2 separate regions of the Gossypium hirsutum genome follow, and region 1 is linked to region 2. Evidence: chromatin contacts called from public Hi-C data. All regions are on one chromosome and are shown on one strand. Each heading gives the region's core, a stretch centred on a gene start, on an enhancer-like site or on the middle of the called end of the contact. The rest is flanking DNA. Distances are from core to core; before and after follow the strand shown. Region 1 has its middle 7.3 kb from the start of LOC121230375. Region 2 holds the start of LOC107962495.

Region 1 (6,107 bases), core at 2,127-4,626, 52 kb after region 2:
TCACTTAAACCAACCAAAATGCAAGTTTAAGCTATATTCCTCATGAAATTGACATTTCGACTAACAAACTTGAAACTCACAAGCTTAATTAAAATTATTTAGGATTTGAATCGTTACCTTAGACGACAAAAAATCGAGCGTTTGATCTAAAACCTGAAAAACTTACAAGCTTGACAATGGAGAAAACTATGGTATTTTTAAGTGTTTTTCTTGGTATTTAATGGAGGTTTAAGGCTTGAATGTTGATGGAAATCATGAGAATATGATTTGGGAATCAAATTTGAAGAGTTGGAACTTTGGGAGAGTTGTGAGAACAAAGGGACGACACAAACAATTGATGGAGAAGAATAACGTAAAAATAGATCTAGTTTGAGGAAGATATATGGCGAATTTTAAAATTTGATTAAATTCTTTATAAAACTCAAACTTTTGACCTTTTTACAAATAAATACACTCTTGAAAATTAAAGGTATTTAGAACTCATTTTCAAAAATTGATTTAATTTTCTAAAAATTATAGTTGAAAACATTTACGATGTACCATGTCACAAAATTCTGAACACTTTAAGGCTAAAATTTCCATTTTACCCTAAAAACTCCTAGACCCTATTTCGGGGTGTTACAAGGGACAAATTCTATCTTGATCAATCATATCCCACTACATAGATTATGGCATACCCAACATTAGTCTTTATAGTATAACCTGTTATGGTAGACGTTTGATTATGTCAAAATATACAACTCACTATGTTGGGATAATGATGATCTCAAGTCCGAGGATAATATACATAGTTATCACTATGAGCAATGTTGTGACTATTATATAGTAATCTTAGAACCATACTCATAGCGAGTCAATCCAGTATGTTGGTTTTTAACACATACTCATGTATCGATTTTGACATCCATATGTCAATGACAACACTTTGTCATCAATCAACTACACATTAGTCTCAATGCATTGTCATTGTCCAAGCCCACAATAATACTTAACTAAGGACCTTTATAAGAATAATCATATTATTATCAGGACTTTATTATTAACCAGTTTATTTATATACACAGAAAAAGAAGCTGAAATAACAATGGTAATGCCTTATATTAACAAACAAGGTAAAACGAGTATGTGATTATAATCATCTCTATAGTAATCACTGAAAGAGAAGTTTTGACCGCTAGATGAAAACGTAGGATTGAAACAGGGACTTTTTCTAATAGACATTCTAACTAACTAGACTAGAGAGACACTATTGGACTTAAAAATTTACTTGGGGAATTTTATCAAACAGTGCCATATCAAACAGTGCAGTCTTAATCTCTTCATTTAAAATTGCTTTTCCCAAGAAAAGTTCATTATTAAGATCAAGTTTAAGAAAAGAATCAGAAAGCAAAAAAGTTATGCTATCCGATAATTCAATATACAACTTCTGGAAGAACTTAATTGCCTCAGCCTGGAGATCCTTATCTTCAAACAACCAATCACCAGTATCATTCTTTAAGGCTGAGATCATGTTGTGCTTCTTTCTCTGAATCGTACGGGAATGAAAGAACTTAGTATTTTCCCTAAAATGCAGCCAGTCACATCTTGCTTTCTGCTTCCAAAGTAGCTCTTCATGGTGAAACACATCTTCCAAATCCTCCTAAAGCTGTAATTATAAAAGACTTAAGTAAGCAGAATCTGATTATTCTAAGGCCCTTTGGATACTCGCCAATTTTTGCATCAATTTCGTTTTACAGACCTCTAAACGATCATAAACTAAATAATTCCAGTCTTTAATATTGTAGGTAAAATGATACAGAGATTCAACTATGTTCCTCTGGAAGCACCACTTTTCCTTAACAAAAATCGAGAAATTAAGATCTCCACCCGACCTGCCAAAAATCTAAAGGGGCGTCCTTTTGGAAAATTAAGAGAAAGAAGCAACGTCCTATGATTTGACTTTATCCTTAGGAGATGGGTAAAAGAACAGTAGACAAACAATATTTTAATAACACTGTTGAAACTTTTAGAGAAGACAATCGATATTCTATATACTCAATTATTTTTGAGATTTAATTAATTTATCCATGTTAGCAATCTCTATTTAATCTACATTATATAAATAACTATTAGTTGATAGATATAATAAAAGTACCAATAATCAAATAATAATAAAAGTCAAACATATTAATTAAAATGGAAGTCAAACATTTTTTGATGATTGAAGCAAAACAACTAAAAATTGATTTTTCGGATATTTTCTTTAATGCTATTTGAATGAAAATGCACAATTATTTGGTGTTAATGTATTTATTTATAGTGCTAAATCTTCATTTTAATTAGTATATAACTATAACATCTATTGATTGATATTTAATCTAAAATAATAAGTGTAAATGAATATAAATACAAAATTTATTTCAATATTATTATGAATTTATCTAATAAATATATTTTTAATTAATATTATTTTTGTTAATATACTAAAATATTATTGTCTAATATCAATTTAATAATATAATGGACAATAAAATATGTTTTACCGATTCAAAAGTTTCTTCACAACTTATACATACATAGACTACAAATTGTAGTAACTTTTAATAATATTATTTTCATTTTGATTGGGATGGTGTGACTTATAATTAGGTCTCAGCTCAGTTGTTATATAATAAAAAAGCATTTATTTTAATAAAGCAATAAATATTAATTCAAGGGTATTTATTTTATTTTATATTAAATCTAAAAAGAATACTTCCCAAAACAAAAATATATACTGTGGTTTGAGGAGCCAGTATCTTCCGTGATTAATTTATTGTTAGCTAATTGTAAGGTTTTTATGCAGATTTAATTTGAGTGTTTGATGTAATGGTTTTTTGCTGTTCTTCTCTATCTCTTACAATTTTTTCAAATTTTTTATTACCATGCAAAGCAAATCGAAAACAATTACGGATATGAGAATGGAAGACAGGCATATGAAGCATGTCCATTTTAAGCAGCAATTTTGTAATGGGTGATTCGGATTTCATTTTCAAGTCAACTGGGTGGACGAGTCTTGTTCCTCAGCCTCCATTTCTGGTACTCGCAGTATAGAAAACCTAATGTGTTTAGTGAACCGTGGCAATGTTTCGACCCATTTATTATAAATTTTACAATTTTTTTAACATTTTTGGGTCATAATATTATTATTTATTTCAATTATCGACTGTAAAATGGAATTAAATCCGTTTAATTAGATACAGAAAATTTCGAACCACATCAAGACATTTAAGTGTTTGACACGATTGCTAGGTCGGACCAAACCAAAGCCCTCAACTTGGCTCAACAAGGATGGGCTTAGAAGCCTGTTTTAGGACCCACATAATCACCATGAGGCCGTTTCTTGGGCACCTAGGCCCACTATTTTGGGCATGAAGTCCATTCCAAAATAAGAACCATATTCCGCCTCTCATAAGAGTTCAAGTATATCTAACCATGGGCCAGGTCACTGGCTCAATTCTGAAAATTCATCCCAAAAGTGAGAGAGTTTGGACAAAAATATAGTCTCAAAAATAGGTTTGGACAAAGAATAATGCCCGTTTTCTAAATGGGTCGAGCGTCGGGTAAGATTTTTTTGGTTCAAGCCCGACCTGAATTTCCCTAATTTATTTTTCACTATTGTTTTGCTGCCATTTTGATATTGTTTTGCTACTATTTTGCTATTATATTCCTACTATTTTATTGTTTGAATATTGTACAACTCTTGTTTTATTATTAATTTTACTACTATTTTTAGATGCTTTTCCTTGCTAATTTGCAACTATCTTAGTGTTATTTAAGTACAAAAACTTTTTTTAATGCATTTTCAATTTATTAGGAAATTTTTATTTTAATGTTTTTAGTGTATTTGATGAATTATATTTTTAAAATATTTTTATATAAAAAATAATATAATTTTTTAATACAATCGGGTCAAACTTGGGTTTAACATTTTTATTTGATCCGAGCTTATACAAAAATTTAAACCTATTTATTCAAGTCATGCCGAATCTAAACCTAAAATTTTACATTAGCCCGACTTCATAATATAGTCTAGGTGCAAGTTAAGGTTGCAAGTCAACACTACTTACACCCTCTTACAATAACTAAGGTGTGTACTTGCACACACAATTGAAACCATTTACTATATTTAAGGGTAATAAATTATCAGATTTTACAAACATGACGAGAGATATTCAATAATTTGCTACTCACAATATATTACAATTTATGCATAAATAAAGTAAGAAAGAAAAATACTAAGTGAAAACATCCCAGTCCCAGTCACATTCCAACTATGTAGCATCAATTACTTCTTTCCATTGGCATAATAGCATGCTTACTAAACAAATACAATCAATTAAGTTCTCATTTTTATTGGTTTCTAACTATAGCTAAAGTTCTCTGATCAACTAAATAAATTATTTCTTCAACGTTTAAAGAATAGGAATAACAAAATCTCTCTTTCCTCCACAGTTCTTAAATAATTAAATTTGGTCGTAGTGGGTGGATCTATAATGACACAAAAAAAGAAAAAGAAAAGAGAAACACAATATATATATAAAAACTACTTTGAACTTGAATTACTACTTATTAATAAGTATTCATTTTTTTAAGAGTAATTTAAGTTCGAATCACAGTTCTTACAAACCAAACTAAAATAAAAACATCCCAAGAAATAATGTCCAAAATAAAAAGAAAATATAATAGTTCAAAAACATTAAAAAGATGTTCAAACACTAAGGGACTCTACTGCTCATTTTCTTATTCTCCTTCATTTCTTGGTTCAGGAGATGGAACTCCTATTGGGCCTTGAACCATCCTTTGATATGGTGGTAGCAATGAACTGGGCATGATTGAGGGCTTTCCACAAATATGTTTTATATCAATGTTTGCATTCTCCATTAGAAACCTCAATGTGTGCACTAAAAGCCGGTTCCATAAATAGATCATGTGATAACTGTGGATTTGTATACTGGGCAACAGAAGGTTTTATCATGCTTTGTGAAGTCTGAGAAGCTAATCCCATTATCCTAGATGAAGTTCCTTCAATCTTTCAACAACATATGTAGAAATGGTCTCAAATTTTTTGCATCCATGGTGGCCATTCGTTTTATGTTGATATTGACTTGCTAAAGAGGACATTTTCAATTTTCATGCATTTAATGAATTTCGATAGCAATAATATTGTGATTTTTTTTAAAAAGAGTATTTTAAATTAAGCATATATCTAGTTAATGAGTTATTTATAAAAACCCGTAAAATTAATTTCATTTGTTTTGCTCCATTTGTTGAAGTGAGTATAGTATACATAACAATTTTAAAAGTAAAAAATATAAATGTCTCTATCGTGGTCATAGTTGTAGCTAGTGGTTGGGATATAGTTGGGACATAATAAGTAGCCGTGTGATTATTATAGTAATAATACTTCTAACTACCAGAAAAAGAATATAGGTGAAAGACAATAAAAGGGTAATCAAGATTTATGTCCATCCATCATCTTACACAAAAATGATTTCAAAGAAATTCTGTATGAATAAAACACATCTATTAAACACTTCGATAGTTGTAAGATCATTATATGTGAATAAAAATCTCCTTCAATCTTACGAAAATGTTGAAGTACTCTAAGAATATGAGATAGCATATCTTAATGTTGTAGGAAACTAATGTATTCTACAAATAATACATGACATGATGTAACATTTGCTATATAAGTATATTAAAAAGATGTAGCTCTCATGCAACATGAAAAAATTATAGTGGAATAAAACATATATTTAGATATTTTAGAGGCAGTAACTGTTTTCAATTAACCCAATAAGTTAATTGAAAGGTGAAGCATATAAGAGCATAATGAAACGTATGATATATGTATATATATGTTCTATAAGGAAGAATTATCCTCCCAATTATGTCTTATATTTTTCTCCTCCCTCTTCTTCTTGGTATACTTTCTATGCAGACCAGGCTTATGTTCCTAGTTGCTACGAAGACTGAAGTTCTCATCTTCAATTTTTAGAACATGGGGGATTATTGCTTCAATCTCAAGACTATAAACCTGGCAATGGGCATGCATCGGTAAAGTCTCAAACACCAAACTTATTGGC
Region 2 (6,585 bases), core at 3,962-6,461:
ATGTATAATTATCTGGTTATTTCATCAACTGCATTTGTTTTTAATTAATTGTCTCATTTTTTAGTAAAGGGGGCAAAATACAATTTGACTCCTAGTACAAGGGCCTCGTGATATTGTTGCAAAATTCATATTCAAAATTTGAAAAAGATAATGTTCGAAAGGATAGCATGAATCTCGAAAATATTAATCTTCATAAATCATAAAACAAACATAATTATACAAATAAAAAAATATTTATGTTTTTTTATTGGACTTGGCTGCTCAAATTTTATTTTTGGTAAATTATAAAATTATTAACTATTTCTTTTTTAGTCAATAAACTATAAAAACTTTTAATTTCGTCACTAATATTTTTTATTAGTTCTATTTTGATCATGTCGAAAATGATAGTGTAATTTTTTTGAATGAGTACAATAACACTTATACATCCTCTCAATTTGGGTGTTAATTCTAGCTAGTCGAACAAATTAAAACCTCCATAACTACAAAAAATTATTTAGCCCCAAAAGCTATTTGGATTTCTCATCTTCTTGGTTGTTTTCACCTAAATTTTCTCATCTCCTTACCATAATTCATAACCTTCTTCTTTTTACACCTAACCTTTTTTTTTTCTTTATGTTTTACTAAAATCCATTATTTTTCCTTGGTTTTTTATAATTAGGGTAAATTGCTTAGTTGGTCACTCAACTTTTAAGGTGTTTTTATTTTGGTCACCCAAAATGAAATCCTTACAATTTCGTCACTCAACTTTTAAGACGATTTCATTTTAGTCACCCAACTATTAAATCTCTAATGGTGGTTAACTGCACACACTACATTATGTTCACACTTTCATTTTGGTCACCCAACTTCTAAGTCGCTTTCATTTTGGTCACCCACAAAAAATCATTCTTCTAAAATATTGATTGGGGTAAAAAAATTAGGGATTAAAATTAAAAAATAATAGAAACTAAAATAAAACATTGAAAATTGTCAAATTGTATTTGTATACCACATTATAGAAAATTCTAATTTTTTTAATATTAAAAATTTAAATTTCAAAACATACAAATCAAGTAAATAAATTGTTAAAAAGAATTATCCCTTGATAATATTAATTGATTTGTTATTGTAATATTGAAGTTATTAAATTTAATTTCCTTCTAAATTTTAAAATTTTATTTTATATTTCCATATTATTCTTAATAAAATCAACTCGATAACTCATATTTAACAATTGCTTGCAAAATTTAAATTTATTTTGATTATATAATCTCCAATCTTCCATACTAAGATAAAATCAAAGAAAAATATTACAATTAATTAAATTAATGGCAAGTTCTTCATTTGGGTAAAGAAGTGATGAAAAAGTTATGGATTTTGTTTGACATGGAATATAAAATTAATTAATTAAATTAATTATAAGGATCTTTCTTTGCTTTTAGCTTAGTATGAAAGACTTGAGGTCATATAATCTAAAGAAATTTGGGTTTCATATAAAATTATTAAAGATGATTTATTTGAGTTGATTTTAAATTGGAAATATAAAATAAAATTTCAAGATTTAAAGGATACTAAATTAATTAATTTAATTAATTTCAATATTATGAAAACAAATCGATTCACATTATCAAGAGATAATTTTTTTTAATAACTTATTTAATTGATTTTGATGTTTTGAAATTTAAAATTTCAATATTGAAAAAAAAATTGAGCTTTCGGCAAGGGATAAACAAGTACAACTTGACAATTTTTAAAGGGTTCGGTGACTAAAATAAAAGTATCCTAAAAGTTGATTATTTTTTGCCGATATCATTTTTGATTGGTTAGATTTGCTGTATAACCAAAAGAATGCATTTAAAGACTAAATTAATAGAATTTACAAATGTAGAAGATTAAATTTGTTGAATTATTTAGAATTAAGACTAAAATGATAAAACTTATAAATATTGAAGACCAAAAGTGTAATTGTACCAATTTAAAAAATCACATCATCATTTTCTCTCTGTTAGTCAAGAAATTAAGTTTCTGCAGTTAGATCACAATCAAAATCACGTTCATAGTTGGGTGATTAATTTCATTTTTATGGTTGGAGTTTAATGCTCGAAATAATGGTGGAACTCTTTGAGCTCGCTTTCAAGCTCTTTATCATATCTATCTGAACCTCTGCCAAAAAACCCAAATCAACTTACCAAATTCAACACAAACTGCCACCTTCTTATTCAACTGTAATGGTTCATTGACAAAGAGCATAAACAAAAAGGAAGATCATAGAGAAAACCCACCAACCCAGAACAGCAATCGATTTTCGTCTTGTTTACAGCCAAGAAAAGTTTGAAGGGCAGCTTGAAAGCAACACTCAAAGATACTGAATGTAAATGACCTTCCTAAGATTTTAGGAATGCGAGTCTGATCCCGTCTCGGAAAATGATGAATCATCGGCTGTGGAATTCTGGGCTTCTAATAGCTTCATCTGGCGTTCTGCATGCTCCCTTTCGCAAGCACTGATTCCCATAATGATATCGAGCATTGTACCAGTTGTGCCAAAGAACACAAGGGGTGCTAAAGATTTCCGCTTTATCCCCACCGGAATTGCTAGCAAAGCCCCTGCTACTGAAAACACCCATGTCCCCAATGCACTGCAGATATTCCACAACAGTTACACTCGTCACAATACATCTAATGTAATGGCAAACATATAGCCAAAGGAAATAAATCTGAAGATCAAGCCACCTTGCTGAGAAGATTGAGATTCACTTCATGAAGGGAAATAGATGATGAAACTCGATGTACTGGATTGTAGTATGTTCATTGTTCATCCGGACACATATTACAGGTTAAATACTATATACAGAAAAATCCAAAATGGTTGGCGAGTGGATCGGTTTAAAAAGGGCTGCAACCGGAATTCAATATACATATCGCTATCTTTACACAGGTGCATGCAATCATACATCATCAGCAATGGTTCAATTCAATGAGTTGCAAATTACTCCAAAACACCATAAGCTGTCATAGTGAATTCAATAAATATATTGCTTTCTTTACGCAGGTGCTTAATTGGGCTCTTGTAAAAGTTGCAGAACCTAAAGATCTTGTTGTTCATGTTTCCCATAGTTCAGCTAAATGCATTTCATTACTTTCCAGAGAATTTCAAGGGTTGTAAAAGGTTTCTTAATAACAGTTTTTGTGCCCTAATTTGAAATCTCATTGTACATTATGCTTTAGAAGAAAAGTTGTAATTTAGAATCTTATTTAGAAGCATATGAAGGCCTACGTTCAGTAAAGAAGGTTGGTTCATTATACTTCAGGTTTGAGGGTTTGATCTGATCACTAGACTTAAGAGTCCAGCACATGATCGATTAGAATCGGATTTTTGATGCTCAGGTTTCAGGTTGATCATGAATGCCAGATTTGCAAAGGTAGATTGACACAAAAAGTATTGAATAGAGAAGCAAAGAACTATATTGCTGTAACTCTAGTGGTGGGCACAAGCAAGCATGGTGTTCTTGGGTAAGGAGCAGTTGAAAGACAATCATTTTTGGTTATTCAAAGGCATGAGCTCAAGTCAGACCATGCGCAAACTCTTTAGTTTGTCATGTTTTTGCCTGTTCAGGCACTCCTCATATTGTGAACCTGTCAAGGCTCTCCGTAGAATAGAAAGACAAAACCCCCGACCGGGAATCAGCAGTTAGCATATTGCACATCCTTGCTCTTGAATCTTGCTAAAACCAGGGTTAGAGCCATTGATAGAGAGGTTCACATAAATCCCAATTTCTTGGCCAGTGCAACTCTAAACTAGTCAAATTCTTTATTGAAGACAATTCAAACCAAACTATAAGTAAATAACAAGAATCATTTTATACTATAGAAGCACAAATTGATACCCTAAACCTAACAAGGTTGAATAGATTAACAAGAATGTAAAATTTAGAGGAACAATCAAAGGAGAGAACTAACTTGGAAACTGAGCATTCTTCAAGCTGCTTAACTTCTTGCCCACCCATTTCCTTCTTTCCTAACTATTTGATTTTGACACACGTAAAGCCCCCCAAAAAATGAACTTTATATCAGCTAAAACGAAAGCCCTAAAACCTGAGAAACCAGCAACTCCCGATTATGTAAAAGAAAATTACTTAAAAACAATATTAACCCATCAAAGTATGAATGATTTGAAGCCAACCTGAAATTTGAGAAAGGGCTGATAAGAGGACTACTTTGTTTTCTCTTGTTGCCAACAAACAAAGAGAAAGACGGGTTCTTTTTTTTTTTTTTTTCCAGGTATTTTTGAGGTGAAATTTTAACGGGCCTCTAATGGGCCAAAAGTTCATTTCTTTATCATCAATGTCCATTGCCCGATACAGTAGGTTATTCCAAGGATAAGCCTGCGTGCTCGTTTAAAGGTGTTCTTTTTTTTTGGGTTTCGATCTTTCTCTGGCCGTACCAAATAAGAAACTTTCTGACCTAGTGATGATATGAATGTTTGATTTTAGTCATCAATCATCACCAGCGCCGTCTGATTTGAATACACAAACATATATATATGAAAATCATGCATCACGAGGAAAATAAAAAAAATGAACGGGGAACAAAGAAAATTTATTCACGTTTGTTTAGATTTTTTTTGGATGTGGTACAAAGAAAAGGAAAGTAAATCATGATCAAGCCTGGAGCAAATGTACATTCAGTACAAGATAACATATGTAAAACATACATAACATAAAGTCTGATACAAACCGTATAGACGGAAAAAGTCAAGACCCAAAGGCCAACAAACCAAATCCTGTAGCATACTCCACATGAAACAAGCCGTCATTGTCTATTCAAAGAAAGCAAAGGCAGAAACCCTCACTGGTATACGTTTGTGTTTAACCATCAGGGTGGAGTAGCTGCCATGATGCGTAGAGCCTCATTATGCCCTAGCCTCCATTATAATGGACTCGTTCTGCTAGCCTATTCCACTAAACGTGGGCAACTCCAGAAAACCACCACCGAAGGTGGAGCCAAAAACGAGTACAACGACTTGAGAGACCCCCCATACAGAGGGAGCCACCAGAAATGCCCAAAGCCATCGTTATTACTACAGAAACGCTAGAAAAACTTGAGGAAAACGGAAAAAGAAAGGTGGGCTTACAGAAGAGAGGATGAGATGTGAGGTTTGTTTTAGGCAAGGTTAGCAACGGTCAACCAAACAGGGACCACGCCGGAAGCAACCAAGGAAGGCGAAAAGGTCACGTTGTTTAGATTGAGTGGGGAAGAATTTATATGGGAAAATTTTACTTACACACGTGTAAAATTACATTCATTTGTATTATTTTATACTATTATTATTTTTAATGATGTAATGGTCATATTTTATTCATATAAATTATTTAACATAAAATAAAAAATTTTAATTATTTAAAAATTTTAAAAAAAAATTTATTACCGAATTAATCGAATTAACTTGAATTTTTTAAAATTTTAAATTTAAATTAAATTAAATTTTTAAATTCAAATAATTTAAATAAATCAAATACAAACTATATAATTTAAAATTTTAAATTATATTCCCCACTCCCCAATCCCCAAGCCCAAATCCTTTTACAATGCTCATTTCCCTCAAATCCCAAACCCACCCTATTCCCACCCCCCAACCCCCCCCCCAAAAAAAAAAGCCCGTATGTCATTTTCCCAATTTCCCAAAGCTTGGCCAGCTCCACCATCCCAATTTCCCCAAAAGTCAAAGATTTTATTGTCCATTTTCTTCTCCAATTCAAACTTGAAACTCCCAATTCTCAAATACCAAATTTTTTTCTTAAAAAAAAAACCCTAAATTAATTTCCAAATCAATTCTTTTCTTCTTCTTAAAAAAACCCTTAAATTAAATCATTCATTCTTCTTCTTCTTCTTGGTTAGTTCATTCAAACCCCTCAAATTAAAATCCCTATAATGATGAATTCAGGAAGAAATTTTTAAAGAAAAATATATTTTTTAAATTGTATGAAAATAAACTACACCAATGTCATTTCTTAAATTTAACTCGAATAAATATATTCGATTCGATTCAAATTCCATCTCACTCGACTCAATTCATAAAAATTTTAAATCGAGTTAGGACGATGAAATAGGATTCAAAAACTCAATTAACTCGAAATTTTTTCATTCGATTCGATATTCGATTCGATTCGACCAAATGCTCACTCCTAATTTATTTTATATAAAAAAAAACTTTCATCTATAATAAATATATTTTTATACAATATAAGTTCAAACTCATACACGCACATATTTTACTAACACAGTAAATCTACAAATTAAACATTGGTTTCGGACATGAATGGACACAATTCAATCAATAAGTCTGCTTTGCTCAAAATATTAAACTAATTCAAAAATTTATATACGTAACAAGTACAGTTATGCCAACATATTTAAGGATTCAATTATAAAAATATTAATGAATTATAAAGTAATGTAAATGTATCCCTATATAAATTATATAACTTAAATGTTAAACAAGTGCCGCACCTACACAAATGAATGTAAACAAACCTAAAAAATTATAGGGTGGTCCAATATACTTTACCACGCACATAAAAAAATAAAATAAAAAAGTATGAAGTA

The links. Hi-C and Micro-C count contacts between places; a contact is called where the count stands out from the background.
Region 1: a contact with region 2 is called in a Hi-C map of leaf, with 2.3 times the contacts expected there. The contact joins the enhancer-like site here to the promoter of LOC107962495 in region 2. A contact is called at or near these places in 11 of 34 Hi-C or Micro-C datasets (callus, fibers, hypocotyl and 2 more).

The regions. Positions count from the first base shown.
Region 1 is chrA06:6,932,000-6,938,106 of Gossypium_hirsutum_v2.1, forward strand. No RefSeq gene overlaps it. Among protein-coding and RNA genes, the nearest start is that of LOC121230375, 7.3 kb to the left of the region's middle. Within about 2 kb of position 3,377, at least 6 of the 9 cell types and tissues checked have an H3K27ac peak or open chromatin away from gene starts, as enhancers often do. A contact at or near this core is called in fibers, hypocotyl and leaf, where this site is marked.
Region 2 is chrA06:6,877,779-6,884,363 of Gossypium_hirsutum_v2.1, forward strand. It overlaps LOC107962495, which reads right to left and starts at 5,212. Exons shown (of 3, transcript XM_016898906.2): 1 at 4,163-5,212; 2 at 3,940-4,074; 3 at 2,176-2,618. The coding sequence starts at 3,986. The coding sequence ends at 2,375.